Linked DNA regions of Ovis aries: region 1 is linked to region 2. Evidence: chromatin contacts called from public Hi-C data. All regions are on one chromosome and are shown on one strand. Each heading gives the region's core, a stretch centred on a gene start, on an enhancer-like site or on the middle of the called end of the contact. The rest is flanking DNA. Distances are from core to core; before and after follow the strand shown. Region 1 holds the start of NAGS (N-acetylglutamate synthase). Region 2 holds the start of DUSP3 (dual specificity phosphatase 3).

Region 1 (4,390 bases), core at 1,055-3,554, 190 kb after region 2:
GCTCTGAAAAATGAGGGAAAAACAAAATTCAAGCTGGAATCATAGACCAACAGTGATCCTGCAGGCCTTCAGGTCAGAGGGCGGGTTAGGCGAGGGTGCTGACCCCACACACCCACAGACGTCTCCTCCAGAAGGCAGGGTCGGTTCCCAACCATAGGCTGGCCTGCCCCAGGGATAGTGACCCCAGGGTCATCTGGCCTGGAGTTAATCATCTACTTGGGGTATTCCTGGGTCCCATTGGCTGTCTGCGGACACAGCCCTCTGGGCTGAAGCCCAAGAAGAGGGAAGGAGATCCCCAGCCAGGGTGAGCCCCACCAGCCAGGGGAAATGGGGTGGATGCTCTTGGCTACTTGGGGCCCTCGGGAAGCCCCCCAGCTGAAGAGAGAGACACCAACCCTGCCCTCAGGGAGCCCAATCTGAAAAGAGAGGTCATCCTTGCCCTCACAAAGGCCCCGAGTTGGCAAGAGGCAGGACTCAACTGCAGCTGGCGGGGAAAGACCTGGAAGAATTGATGAGGGGCCAGGACAGAGGCAGGGATCCAGAGCAGCAAAGGCAGGAGAGACCCAGAACCGGGAAACTGAGTAGGGAGGTGTTGAGGAGGCACTCTGAGGAGGGGCTTGGATGGAGAGACCAGGAAGGGAAAGCACATTTGAGGGTGGGGCTCTCTGAGAGCAGAAAGAAGGAAAATCAAGATGCCCCAGTGGATTCTGGGAAGTGGGGGGCGGGCGGCAGCAGTAAGGAGAGAAGAGAAAGGCAGCCCTGGAGTTGGCCCCACAGGGCAAGGTGTACAAACCCTCCCTCTCATTGCTTCACTCTCTGTTGGAACTCAGAATTTCGAAGCAGGGAAATGGAAAAGTGAGCGGAAATCACAGAGGTCAGCTCCTGTCTCCTGCTGACAGGAGTCTCCTGCCCGGGACAGTACGTGCATGTACTGTGCTGTGTGCGTGTGTGCCTGCTTGTATAACGTGCACCTGTTCACGGGAAAGTGTCTTTTAATGGGGGAGGCCCAGGAAGGACTGGTGCATTCAGCTGGCATCCTCTGCAGTACTCAGGAGAGAAGAACCCAGACTATGCTCCCCACGCAAGCAAAGCCCCAGGAGTCCTGAGTTCCAGCACAGGGAACACAGAGCTGTGCAGGGGTGGGGCGGTGGGGGGGGCCCAAGGGTGCCAAGGGTCTGGCCGTGACACTAACAAGCTGTGTGACCTCAGCCAATTTGTCACCCCTCTGCAGTTGGTTTCACCCTCCATAAGGACAGAGGGTGGGACCCCATCAGAGGATAGTGTCCCCGAGGGCAGGATGTGTACCAGATTGCGCACTGGGTGTTTTTAAGCAGCACACGTATACAGTATTAAGCAATAATGAATCACATCCTATGAAAGTTTTCAAGTCCTTTGCACATCTTGCTTAATAACATGAATCAGGAACAAAACTGCTTTGCCTCAAAGACCACCTCCACTGCTAATGAACTGAATGACCTTGGCCCTCACACATTTCTGTGCCTCAGTCTCCTCATCTATAAAATGGGTATAATAAAAGTGTCCATTCTGGAGTCATTGTAAGGCTTCAGTGAGTTACTATTTGTGAAGTGCTTTGCATAGGGCCTGGTGTTCTGCATGTGTCAGCAGCTATTCTACCAAGGAAGAAGCGTCAAGCTTGCTATGGGATCTCTACCTTCCTAACCATCTTTGTTTCCAACAGAAGCAGTCAACACTATCCAGCTGGAATTTATAACATTTTTTAACCTGTTTATTTGTAAGGCTTTCTTACAAGTGACATCAGCTTTCTAGTTACAGTCCTGATGTGGATAAATTTAAAATTTATCCACAAAGACAAAATTCTTCAAGGTGGCACCCAGTGGCTGGGGTTTGGCAAACCCTGGTAACCTCCACGTGATTCCATCTTCTTTGAGCTCAAACGGGGCAGAGGCTTGCCCTACCCCCGGGCTTTCACTCTTGCCCCATAAGCCTCCTTCCTTAGTCAGGTGGCTGCTCTGCCCTCTTGCCCTAGTCAGACTCCTCCTTGGTTGTTCAAGACCCCGCTGAGCGCCAGAGCCACCTGTGGGGCCCCTGAACCCTTCTGAAACCGGCCTTGGCAGTAGCTTAGACACGCAGCCACCCTTTATCTCGGCCTCGTGACTCTCGCTAGTGGGTTCCGTCACCCCCCTCCAGGGGCGGGGAATCCTGTCAGCGCCGCCCTCTGACCCATGGCCCGACCCGCGGCCCCCTACCCCGTCGTCGCCCCGCCCCGAACGGCCCAGCCCCGCCCCGCGGCAGGTTAAGAGGCCCCTGAAGGCAGGAGCTCCTGACAGACGGTCACTAGTGGGGGGGCGATTCGGTCTGGTTGTCATGGCGACGGTGCGTATGGCCTGGGCCCTCTGGGCAGCGCCTGTGGGCGGGAGGCTCCGGGGACCCCGAGGCACGGGGAGCACCAGGAGGCTGAGCTGCGGCGCGCGGCGGCAGGCGACCAGGGGTACCAGCCCGGGACGCCGGCTCAGCACGGCTTGGAGGCCGGCCCAGCTAGCCCGAGAGGAGGCCGAGGGAGCCAAGGACGACGTCCATCCGTCTGCAGCGGAGGAGCCGTTGTGGACGCAGCCCCCCGCGCCCCCGGTGCCCCCCGATTCCCCGGGGCCCCCCGCCGGCCGCTCGCTGGTGCAGCGAGACATCCAGACCTTCCTGAACCAGTGCGGGGCCAGTCCCGGGGAGGCGCACCACTGGCTCACGCAGTTCCAGGCCTGCCATCACTGCGCCGACAGGCCCTTCGCCGTCATCGAGGTGAGCCGAGCCCGGCGTCTGGCTGGGTCGCAGACCGTGGGTGGGGGCTGTGTGCCGATGTGTCGCCGGGTCTGGCAGGACGGGCTGTCGATCGGGGAGGGGAACCAGGAAGGGGATCAACTGAGCCCTAACGAGCGCCCGGGACTGGGAGAGGCCGCGGCCCTCGAAAAGCCTGGCTCCTAGCCCGGTGAGGAGTCTGGGGTCTCCAGCCGGTGGAATAAGATGCGCCAGAGTAGTCCTCCCACCCTGGGCACAGTTAGGGGTTCAGTTGGCCATCGGGGAACCTGGAGAGAAGCTGCCTGTGTCACCCCTCCCCCTAAGGTGTCCTAGAGTCCAAGGTCGCAGGGAGCAGCCGAGCGACTAACGCTAGTGTGAGATAAGAGGATGATGGCAAGACCCAATGGGGCAAAGGGCAGAGCAGGTGGGCGCAGGTGACCAGAAATGGGGTCTGATAACTCCTGGGCAGGATGGGGACTCCCCCTCAGAGGGGACCCTGAGGACCAGGCTGGAGGAACGAGCAGGTGAGGAAGGAGTCAGGGTGGGCGTCGTGCCCCCTGAACGCCCACGCCTCCGCAGGTGGAGGAGGAGGTGATCAAGTGCCCGAAGGCAGTATCCAGTCTGGCCTTCGCCCTGGCCTTCCTGCAGCGCATGGACATGAAGCCATTGGTGGTCTTGGGGCAGCCTGCTCCCACGGCGCCCTCGGGCTGTCTTTCCTTCTGGGAGGCCAAGGCACAGCTCGCCCAGAGATGCACGGTGCTGGTGGACGCCCTGCGGCACAATGCGGCAGCCGCCGTGCCTTTTTTTGGCGGCGGGTCTGTGCTGAGCGCTGCTGAGCCAGCCCCTCACGCCAGGTGAGTGCCGACCCTGCCTGTCCCGGCTCCTCGGATCACGCCGCTCGGCCTGCGCAGCCCCAGCCCCGCGGGCCCGGAGGCGATCTCCTTGAGCCCCGCGTCTGGCCCACAGCTACGGTGGCATCGTCTCTGTGGAGACCGATCTGCTCCAGTGGTGCCTGGAGTCCGGAAGCATCCCCATCCTGTGTCCCATTGGGGAGACCGCCGCGCGCCGCTCGGTGCTCCTGGACTCGCTGGAGGTGACCGCGTCTCTGGCTAAGGCGCTGCGGCCCACCAAAATCATCTTCCTCAACACCACAGGCGGCCTGCACGACGGCAGTCACAAGGTATGTCTCTTCCTTTCGGGCTCCAGTCCCTGCGCCTCCGCACCTCCGCTGAGTGTCTCTCTTGCGGCCCCTGCACGCCTCCCTTATGGGCCCCAGAGTCAGTCTCTTCGAAGCCGCATGGGTCGGGAATGGAGTGTCAGGGAGGGATTCAGCCTACGGTGTTCAGATCTGAGCCCTCCCTGGTGGAGGACTCCGGGAGGAAGTAAGGGAAAAGGGGTTAAGTGAGGAGAGGTCCGTAGGGCGGGACGCAGTCCTGGTGCGGCTGCAGGTCGGAGGCTCACCCCCTAGTCCGGGACACAGGTCCTGAGTAACGTGAACCTGCCCGCCGACCTGGACCTGGTGACCAATGCCGACTGGGTGAGCACTAAAGAACGCCAGCAGATTCGGCTCATCGTGGACATACTCAGTCGCCTGCCCCATCACTCCTCCGCCGTCATCACC
Region 2 (4,406 bases), core at 1,405-3,904:
GGTACTGAAGGAGTATGTGGTGAATCAGTGAAGAATGAAATCAGCACAGCCCAGCAGCCTTCTTCCTTGGATTACAGAGTGCAGCAGCCCCCTTCCATCCTCTAGAGGGATCCTTCCTGCCATAGTCCACTAGCCACGTCTCTGAAGCTTTCCTGGGTGAGTAAGCACTTGGGGAGCCAGTGGAGGTTACAAAACATTCGATCTGAATAGTCAAAGGGCTGCTTTATTTCATCTCACAACAACGTCCCAATTCAAACAGCAGTTTACACTTTACACAAGGCCTTCTCCTGCGTGATCTTGTTTGCCTGTCACATCAGCCCTGGGAGGAAGGAAGGACAGAGCTTCAACTCTGGCCCGACAGGACAGACGAAGGACGTGCATATGCTCTCAAGGGCTGCTGCATGGCAGGGCTGGGAGGAGGCCTCTTTTCTCCCGACACAAGGCCTGCTCTATCTTCCCCCTCACTCTGCTTCTCATGCCCACATCAACCACAAATCTCACGAGGCAGAAAACGGGGCTCCTCCAGGTTTCACTCTGCCCTGTGAGCCCTGATCAGGGGTCCTGATTTTGTTAAAGCACTCCTGACAGCAAGGGGTAGGGGAGAAATAGGTACTCAGTCAATCCTCCCTGTGGAGCACTCCCCATGCCCCTGTGTCAAGGTCAGATTTGCTTAAAGGCAAGGGATGTGTTTTCTACAGTGGCCATTGGCACGTGCCACCCTTGACCACCACCAGATGGTCACATCTTTGGTTTCCACCTTGGAAGTAGTGACAGCTGACTGAGCCAAACTGCCCAAGAGAGCAGGGTTTCCAAGAGTGCAAGGCCCCTTGCTGCTTGGGTGGATGGAAAGGGGCTTATTCTCAGAACTCAGCAATTACTGAGGACTCTGGATGAGATTCTGGTACCCTTTGTTAGCTATCAGGACACTGCACGCAACTGTAAAGTTGCTCATTAAAAAGGCTCTAAAATAACTAACTTTGAAGAGTCACTGCCATTCATCTGCCTTCTCAAATACTAAGTCAACATTCAACAACTTTACCATCACTACTGTGAATGATGGCTTGTCTGGTGGCTCAGATGGTAAAGAATCTGCCTGCAATGCAAGAGACCCAGGTTCGATCCCTGGGTTGGGAAGATCCCCTGGGGAAGGGCATGGCTACCGACTCCAGCATTCTTGCCTGGGAAATTACACGGACAGAGGAGGCTAGCGCCGCTACAGTCCATAGGTGCGCTGAGTCAGACGCGACTGAGCAATTAACACACACACTGTGAATGAACCTTGTTCAGTACCTGACACCAGTGATGCTCCATGTGGTGAATGAGTGATAGATGGACGAGGTTGGCCCCCATGAAGCTGGGACCTGACTTCTAGACCCCCTAGTTCCGTGATGACCCCCATTTTTGCGGCAGTCCTTGGCAAAGTAAGCATCAGGTCCTAGTCCAGGACCTGGGATACAGACATGAACAAGATATTGACCCTAACCTCACAAGCCCTCACCTGCTCTGGGCCATCATTTCTTCCTGTGAAAAAGGAGAGAACCGGGTTAGACTTGCGGTTTCTGGGCCCACGGAGCTTAGGGCCTCAGGGTCTCATGAAAATCCAATCCAACCTCCTGTGCCCTCTGGAGGCTACACAGGCATGGCAATCTATTTTTTACTTTTGGCTGAGATTTCAACACCTCTCAAAATGGCTATCACTAGTTATCTCCTGCTGCTGAGAAATTCTTACTAGTAGTTTGACTATGAGAAAATGAGAAAATCGATTTGGTAAGAACTCCTAAGTGATAAATAATAAATGCATTTCCTGGTGGCGAGAAGGTCGGCAGCCTTTGCTAAGTGATGGCTCGGGTCCTCAAGGGTTTTATCATAAATTGGGTCGTTCTAGAATTCTAGATAAATCAAACTCTAAGTGGAAGGTAGGGGGAGGAGCGAGGAAACGTGGGCCCAGATCTCTGAACCCCCAAGTTTGGGATATGTCAATTCTCCGATCTAAGCCTGCCTCGCCGGGAAAATTCCACGCCCGAATTGTGACGTCACCCCGTTGCCATGGCAGCGAAGGCAGACATTCCGCGGTGACCTCACTGCAGAACCAGGCAGCTGTCACATGACGCGCGGGCCGGAGACCGGTCGGGCGACATAGGGCCACCTGTTAAGTGAACCTGGTCGCCCCGACACCGCCCAAGGCCGAGCACCTAGAGGGTGGAGGCCTCGGGCCGGACGCTGGCTGCCCGAGCGGCCCCGGCTCTCCACCACCCAGGGAAAGGAAGGACAGAGCTGGGATGGGGCGGGGTCCAGCCCCTCCGCCCCACGCACGAAGGGTGGGCGGTGACTCCAGCCCCCGCCCAGCCCCGGCCCCGGCTTCCGGAGGAGCGACCCCGCCCCGGCTCCCCCCACCCGCTCCCGCCGACGCCCCCACCCCAGCCCTCGGGTGGGCGGGGCGCCCCGGGGAGGGGCTGGAGGGGCGTCTCGGGGCCCGAGAGAGGCGACTCACGCGTTGCCCACGTAGATCCTGGGGGTGACCTCGTTGCAGGGCTGGCTCGGGAGGCTGTAGCAGCCGCTGCCATCCGAGAGCAGGTCGTTGAGATCCTGCACGGAGAGCTCGAACGGGCCCGACATGGCGGCGGCAGGGCCCTGCACGCCCGGGCAGCCTCGAGCGAGGGGAGAGCGGCCGGGTCAGCTGGGCGGGGGCTCCGGAGCCGGGACCCGCCCCGTCCCGCCCCGGAGGCGGGCCCGCAAGGCGCGGGAAGCGGCGAAGCGCGGGCGCCCAGGCGCGCTCAGCTCCGGAAAGTATGTGCGCCGCTTGGCGCCCGGGGGACGCGGGGAAAGACCTCTGGGCCTGAATCCGGGGCGGAAATGCTGCCACCCTGGAGTTTCGGAGAGTCCTCTTCCCACCCCCCGCTGAGGCATGGACGTGCAGTAGCTCCACTGGACTAAATGCAGGGCGCAATAAAAATTTTTCTTGACCGGGGGTACACCCAAGTGTCGCTTAATTTTCTCGGGATTACAGGGACACCCGGGTTCCGAGTGTGAGCTCTGACTGCCTGCTGCGGACCAGCAGCGTTGGCTTCACCCGGGAGCTGGTCAGAAATGTAAAATCTCCGCCCCCCCCCCCGCCCCCACCCCGCCGCCCAGCTCAGACCTGCTAAGGGAGGATGTGCATTTTACAAGCCCTGCTGGGGATCCCTACGAAGGTTAAAGGCTGAGAAGCCCAACTCGGGGGCACATTTCTTCCAGCCTAAAGCTTGGGCTCTATGCAAACAAGCATGGCATTCTGGCCCTGGGCAGTGACTTAACCTCTCTGAGCCTGTTTGTTGAAAAAAAAAATGGGGGTAATAAAAGCACCTAACTCCTAGGGCCTTTTGAAAGATTCAATATAACATTCCAGGAAAGCGCCCAAGCTTTGCATAGTGAGTACTAGGTAGGTGTTCTCCCTCCAATAGCAAACTTGTAGCGCACCCTCTAGGCGCTACACCTCCTAGAGCAGCTGCCAGCCCACTACAAGCCACATGATGTCAGCAACTCATCATTTACTGAGGTCCGGCTACCAGTAAATGACCATCCTCCTCCACTGGCATGAAAATGGCAGATCTCCACACCCTCCAAAGAGCAACTGTGGTGCTGAGAATTCAGAAAACCCACATCCCGAGCCCAGTTCTGCCACTAACTTTCTCTAGAGCAGTTTGGTTGTTGCTCTGGACTTCAGTTTCCCCATCTGCAAAATGAAGACATTGAATCAAATTATCATTAAGGATCTTGTATTGATATCTCCAATAGCTGTAGTCTCACACCTTCGGGGAAACCATTGCAGTGGAGACTACACTTGAAGCCCAAGGTGTATCACAGCCCCCCCACCACCACCACCTCATGCCTTCCCACCCCTTCCAGACAACAAATTTTTTCCTGCTGCCTTTGGTGGCACCTGCATTCCAGGCAGGTGGGAAATCTTCTGAGCCTCAGTCCCCATCTTGGCTTGGACCTAGGTTAACTTTCAAAAGAGAAGCCCAGGGACAACCAGGCATGCTCCACTGCTCCTCTTTCTTCCCTGGGGACCTGTCCCTGATGTCATAACTGGGTAACTATGACAACACATCATGGACCGCTAAGTACCTCACAGAGGTACTTAGAGGCCTGGGTGCCTCATTTCAGAAGTGAGACTAGGAAGAGAAGATGAACAATTCCCTGGATTATCTGGCCTACCCTGTAATTGTCTCTAATCATAGACAGAGCACATCCTTCAGGAAGAAGCTGGACTTTGGCCACTATGCATTTCATAAGAATAGAATACAAATAGGTATGTGGGGCAATTTAAACTGGACACTATGACTAGGATTCTGAAACGGCTCACCTTAAGAGATATTGATGGTAAACCAGAGCAGTACACAGCTTTGCAATGATATGGCCTTATC

Evidence for each region. Hi-C and Micro-C count contacts between places; a contact is called where the count stands out from the background.
Region 1: a contact with region 2 is called in a Hi-C map of tail adipose tissue, with 2.5 times the contacts expected there. The contact joins the promoter of NAGS here to the promoter of DUSP3 in region 2. A contact is called at or near these places in 3 of 16 Hi-C or Micro-C datasets (liver and tail adipose tissue).

The regions. Positions count from the first base shown.
Region 1 is chr11:43,601,901-43,606,290 of ARS-UI_Ramb_v3.0, forward strand. It overlaps NAGS (N-acetylglutamate synthase), which reads left to right and starts at 2,305. Exons shown (of 6, transcript XM_060394920.1): 1 at 2,305-2,772; 2 at 3,349-3,623; 3 at 3,736-3,949; 4 at 4,250-4,390. The coding sequence starts at 2,347.
Region 2 is chr11:43,414,972-43,419,377 of ARS-UI_Ramb_v3.0, forward strand. DUSP3 (dual specificity phosphatase 3) reads right to left here and starts at 2,655. Exons shown (of 4, transcript XM_042256028.1): 1 at 2,492-2,655; 2 at 1,291-1,447. The coding sequence starts at 2,564. CFAP97D1 (CFAP97 domain containing 1) reads left to right here and starts at 4,168. Exons shown (of 5, transcript XM_027975445.3): 1 at 4,168-4,291. The coding sequence starts at 4,168.